2 separate regions of the Mus musculus genome follow, and region 2 is linked to region 1. A link is a contact called in public HiChIP or PLAC-seq data. All regions are on one chromosome and are shown on one strand. The core of a region is the stretch at or near the end of the contact, and the rest is flanking DNA. Distances in the headings are between cores, read along the strand shown.

Region 1 (2,838 bases), core at 156-2,655:
CTTCTGATCCTCCTTGTCTGCATCGCCTGAGTGCTGGGACTACACTGCCCAGTGCTTCCGGTGCCAACATGGGCGTGAAGTCCACCAGCTAAGCTACAGCCCCTCCAGTTGGTATTTTAAAACTGGTGTATACTCCAGTGTTAAAGGTATATTGACTAGTATATACCAAACTGCTATTTAGTATGTTATATTTAGTATAAATTAAAACTAGTATACACTCCAATATTAGTTATTTTAGATGAAAATAGGCTTTTCCCCCCTATTCCATCTAATTCCATCTATTTTCTCTTCTAAAATGATCCCCAGTCTTCATGATGATGAGGCGCTTGCCCCCCTCTTCTGCCCTAATACAGAAATGTACTCATTAGATTTGTGAGAAATGAATGTTTACGATGGCCTTTAGAAACATTATTAGGAGTTCTTCTAAATATAGACAAAAGCAATAAAAACTCCCAAAGCTACATGTATCTTAAAAGACATCATTGTCACACAAAATAATTTTGCCTGTGTATCCCCCAAGGAACTGAAAAGCACATTATAGTCGCTGTAATCCTGCAGAGACAGTGTCTTCTCTATTCTTTGTTATGCCTGATGCTATCTGTTCAGCATATTAAGAAAAGAAATCTGTATCTAGCATAATATGTCTGCCTCTTCTCATTCATTTCCCATGAGCACCAAAAGCCAGTTCTTTTTTGAGCGTTAGTTAGTCCTTCCAGACTAGACTCCAAAGTCTGAACAAATTAGGCTTAGGTCTTGCAAAGTCTCTTTTAAGCGAAGGTGATAAATATTCCTGTTGTTTAAAAAAAATGGACAAATACGCCTTTCTATATCTACAAGGTCAAAAACTCAGGTTTGTGTTCTTGGGCGGGGTACCCTCAACCCAGCGCCCACTGTGACTGCAGCAATTACTCAAATTCTGACTTCACGTGGATGAGGCACAGGCACAGGCCTGAAGATGCGGAATCTGACTCAGGACATAATCCCGCTCTGAAACAGGAAGTAATCCCCACTCCCCAGGTTGATGGTTTAGGGCAAAGAAAGTGTGTGTATGTAAGGGTGATGGTGCAGAAGGCCCTCGGGTTGCAGCAGAGTTCTTTGGGTCCCCTAGAGCCTGGCTCCTGGCCCTGCCCAGACCATTGTCCACACACCTCGTCCTTCCAGCTTCCGGGCCGCCGGCGAAATGATTTGCTGCAGATGACATCAGCCCTGGGCTAAGGGCTGGAGGAGTGGAGGCAACCACCACGAGGACGTGCCGGGTGGTCCTTTCCTCCTCCTCTTCCTCCCAGGCTCCTAGCCTAGTCTCCATATAAACGGCACCGCCTCCTCGGCCTCTCACTCCCCGCTCCTCTCTTCCGCGCAGGGAGAGGGCGGAGGGGGAGGCGACGCGTGCGCCGGGAGGAGGGGGGACGCAGGGGGCGGAGCGGAGACAGCACCTTCGGAGATAATCCTTTCTCCTGCCGCAGAGCAGAGGAGCGGCGGGAGAGGAACACTTCTCTCAGGCTTGAGCAGAGCCGGCAGGATGGCGACCGTGGTGGTGGAAGCCACCGAACCGGAGCCATCGGGCAGCATCGGCAACCCGGCGGCGTCCACCTCGCCCAGCCTGTCGCACCGCTTCCTAGACAGCAAGTTCTACTTGCTGGTGGTGGTCGGCGAGACCGTAACCGAAGAGCACCTGAGGCGTGCCATCGGCAACATCGAGCTGGGTAAGCGGTCCCGAGGCCCCCCAGGGGCGTGAGTGGGGAGACGCGCCAGCACGACCCCACCCAGGGCGCGACGGCCACCTTGTTCTCCCGCACGCCCCGCACCCACGCCTCTCCGGGCCACCTCCCACACTCCATCTGGACTCTTTTTCTGGGCTAATTTCTAAATTATTTTATTTGAGACCCAGAGAGGGGATCTTTATAATAGCCCTGAGGGATAGGTCACCTGGCTGGGTCCGTGGCCACCGCCGACTTGGCTACCTCCTCTCGTGCTCTTTGAAATGCAGGTGTCAGAGGAGCGGAGGCCATAATAAAACCGCAACCGCAGGCGGAGAAAGGGTGGGGTGAGCCTAGCAAAACCTCTTCTTTCAGCTCAGCTCTCGCCCTAGCCAAAGGCTGGGACCCACCTCCCCTTACCCGAAAACCTGGGGTCAAAACACCATGTGCCAAGGCCCGCATGGAAATCGTCTTTATCACAGTCACCTCGTGCTCCCCGCCCCCGCCAGTCACACACACACACACACACACACACACACACACACACACACCCCTCTGAGAATAGAGAATGCCTTTTCTGACTTAAAACTTCCCGATTCTTTCTTTCCTGGGAATGACTAGGCTAGTCCTTGGGCCACGCCCGTCCCCCCCCCTCCCCCCCAGCCCCCGAGGATACAGGCATGGAACCCGTCTGCGCTCTGTTTCTAGACGAAGCCCAGCCTCGCTCTTGCCCCTGAGGTCCTGGCTGCAGCTTTCAGAAAGGACAATGGGACCCCAGGTTGCGTGGGTGGGCTTCTTTGAAAAGTCTTAGCTTCAGGAGCCATAGCTTGAATGGGAGGAGGAGGTGGCAGGGGAGGGTCAGCTCCTGCGCTGCTGCGCGCACCAGGAACGGGCTCTGCGGTAGCGGAATAGCGGTTCCCGGGGAACCCTGGGCGGGGCTGGGAGGGTCCGGGAGGGCACAGCCTTGGGCGGGCAACCATCGGCCCGCCCTTCAGCCCCACCCGGTCTGCCGCAGTGCCCGCGCTGGACAGCCGCACCTGCCCCCGCACTGCGGCGCCCCCGGCTGGCACGATGCTGGCTCTGCCCGAGCCTCGCGCTGTCAGGGGGCCTTGCGCCCACCTTTGGCTGTGAGCGGTTTTGT
Region 2 (2,838 bases), core at 240-2,739, 210 kb before region 1:
TGCAGGCTGGGTTTACCTGCTGTCCTGTTCCCTCCTTGTGTTCCAGCCCCAACACAGGACTGTCTGCTTTACAGAGGAACAAGTCCGTGCTAAGCAGTGAAGTCTCACAAGCCAGGGGACTTGGAGCTCATGTTCTAGGGTTTGCAAACATGCTGCTTATGACAAGTAAGGGATGCGCTTTTTAGTTTCCACTGATTGAAATTCTGATACTTTGGGCATTAAATGAATGACTAAGTTGTGTTTCTTCAGTTGACTTTTTAATTAGTCAGACATTTGCTAAGCACATGATTTTGACAGTTGCTGAAAAATTTCATGATCTGAATGAATGCAGACACCATAGAAATCAGCATCTGCTACTGATGCAAACCCGAGTATGCCTGTCATCTGGACCAGACTCCACAGTAAGGGACAGACACCCCAATGGCCATGGCTTACAGACAAGTGTGTGTCTCTCACTTAAGGCCTGGAGGCAGATAGTTCAGGGTTAACTTCCTAAAGTTCTCTGTCACTCCCCAGGTATGGTCCTCAACTTCCTGTGCCCAGAAGCTGACCGGAAGGCTACCTGTCATCTCTGCTGGACTGCAGGATGCAAGGAAGGATGAAAGTGGGGTATGGTAAGATGGAAGAGCAGCCGAATTTCAGGGTTTCCCCGCAAACATTTCCAAAAGAAACTCCTGTTCTCATTCTAATTTTTGGGCAAGACTCATGCCACCCTGACCTGTAACAAAGGCTGGAACACAGAGTCTATTCCAGACAGCCATGTGCCTGCCAAAGATCAGGGTTCTGTTGTTGATATAAAAAGAGAAGAATGAGTTCTAGAGGCTTCCATAGAATGTCCTTGTAGGATAATTTTTATTAATCTTTCATTCTCTGAAGTAGCATTTAAGGAGACCTAAAGCTATTGAGTATATGGGAGGCACAGAGATCAGGGAAATAAGAGAAGGAGGAGTTAACAATGGAGATTCTGGAACGAACACTGCGTTGCTGATTGAAGCAAGTGCTCATGTATTCTCATCCCTGGGATGAGTTATCTAGGAAAATTGTTTATTAATTAAAGAGGATAATGTTGTTGAGTAAAACTGAGCACTGTCTGACCTTAGATCCTGTTGGGGGAAGTGGAGGGAATGATGGCAAAAATATTAAGAAAATAAAACAGAAGGATTATGGAAATATCTGGGACTGGGTAGTCAAGGTATATCAAAGACTAAGCATACTTAGCACAGAAGCATGAAAATGTGGGGAAAGGAAAGCTAAGGTGACGGTAGGGTTTAGAAAACACTCTTACGTCACTTTGATTCTAATTTGTGCAGCTGTGGACAGGTCGATTTAAATAATAGATGATGACGATTGAAGTATATTATCAATAATGAAAGCAGTTCTCTTCAGTCTTAAGAGCAGGCTGCACAGCATTTTGGTCTCAGCTCCACGCACAATGCAGAAAACACAGACAGTTTCGCAGCTGCTAGGATACTCCAGCCCTGTGTCCAGAGAGGGACGCTTTTAGCAGACAGAATCAGTGCAGCTCGCTTGTGGGAAATTTCGATTTCTCTGCAAGTGATTTACATGGGAGCCCCAGCTTGAAGCCATAGCTCATATCTCTGTTGCTCTGGAGATGGCTTCTCTGTTGGAAAGGCAATTACGACCTGCAGGAGAAGCCTGCCTACCATTAGTCTCCAGTTTTGAATGTTGACAGGTGGAGATGGAGGTGGGGGCAGGGGTGATTAATAAAAGGCTTTGTCTTCCTCGTCTCTGGAAAGAGAAGGATTTATGCGTTACAATTTCCTGGTCTCCAAAGATATTTGTGTATTTGGATTTTGTTTTTGTTTTGTTTTGTTTTCTTGAACATTTTAAGCATTTGTTGGCGAGTAGAATACGAATCTTTTGTGCTTAGTGATTTTGGTTTTGTTGCATTCATAGGGACAAAGAAGTGTGTAAGACTGCCTCTTGATTTCCTAAGCCAGGGATTAGATGCCTAGGGAGAGCGTTATAATAATTTCTAGCCCCTGGATCTCTGGATGGCATATTGACCTCTATTGCACAGTTCTTGCCATGCTATGTTTATAGAGGAATAGGCTTAGATCCAACAGTGGCTGGTGAACCTTGGTGCCTGCCACCAGAGAGGACTGGTGGCGATGTCCTTGAGTTGGCATTCCCTTCACCTAATGTAGCACAACCGTAGCTGCAAATCAGATCACTGCTCAGCTAAACAAATGTGTGTTTTTCCAGTGACTTATTCTCTGTAAAGCTTGCCATAGCCCAGGGGCTTGTGTATTCAAATCAGTGGTTGGAGCTGAAACCTGCCAGTGTTTCCCCCTAATTGACTTGGGTGTGGGGACCCTTGATCCCTTCCCTTTCAATCCTCACCTTATAGTCAGGACTAAAAGGCTATAATTATTTGAAGTAGCTGAAATTTGAGTGACCTAGATAATTATCTCAGCAAGATGGGCTTAAAGTTTATTGACACAAATGCCAGTTTCATTAAAGGTTTGGTACAAAAGGCAAGTCCTGGAGACAGCTGGTTGACCGAGGTGCATTGACAATGAACAGCACCGAAGGCATAGGAATCACCAGGGACTTTGAGGTAATTACCGTCATTTCCATAATACAGTTAGCAGAGGATTATGGGAGACCAGAAAAGCCTTTGGAGTTATCATACTTTGCCCAAATGGAGGCTAAGCTGTCTAGAGTAAGACTTCTTCCAGAACCCCCTTCTCAGAGTGAACCCCACAGCACCCTGGCTCAGACTGCAACCAGGCACACAGTCAATCAAAGGGGGGAAAGTTGGCAAGTTAAAACAAATCAAAATTATACTGTCCCCTAAGCTGGAGGTAACCAAAG

What was found. HiChIP or PLAC-seq counts read pairs in DNA pulled down with a chosen protein or histone mark.
Region 2: an H3K4me3 HiChIP or PLAC-seq map of embryonic forebrain shows a contact between it and region 1, with 2.9 times the contacts expected there. The contact joins the enhancer-like site here to the promoter of Map1b in region 1. A contact is called at or near these places in 14 of 39 promoter capture datasets (the 3T3-L1 cell line, the C10 cell line, cranial neural crest and 9 more), 1 of 484 Hi-C or Micro-C datasets (the N1E-115 cell line), 8 of 115 datasets of contacts at active chromatin or transcription factors (craniofacial prominence, differentiating embryonic stem cells, embryonic basal ganglia and 5 more) and 4 of 9 other capture datasets (adipose tissue, embryonic stem cells, liver and 1 more).

What each region holds. Positions count from the first base shown.
Region 1 is chr13:99,515,169-99,518,006 of GRCm38.p6, reverse strand. Map1b (microtubule-associated protein 1B) reads left to right here and starts at 1,405. Exons shown (of 7, transcript NM_008634.2): 1 at 1,405-1,703. The coding sequence starts at 1,520. Gm26559 (predicted gene, 26559) reads right to left here and starts at 1,373. Exons shown (of 2, transcript NR_167891.1): 1 at 1,149-1,373.
Region 2 is chr13:99,723,167-99,726,004 of GRCm38.p6, reverse strand. No RefSeq gene overlaps it. Among named protein-coding and RNA genes, the nearest start is that of Gm24471, 32 kb to the right of the region's middle. Within about 2 kb of position 1,489, at least 12 of the 459 cell types and tissues checked have an H3K27ac peak or open chromatin away from gene starts, as enhancers often do. A contact at or near this core is called in the N1E-115 cell line, embryonic forebrain, hippocampal neurons and 1 more, where this site is marked.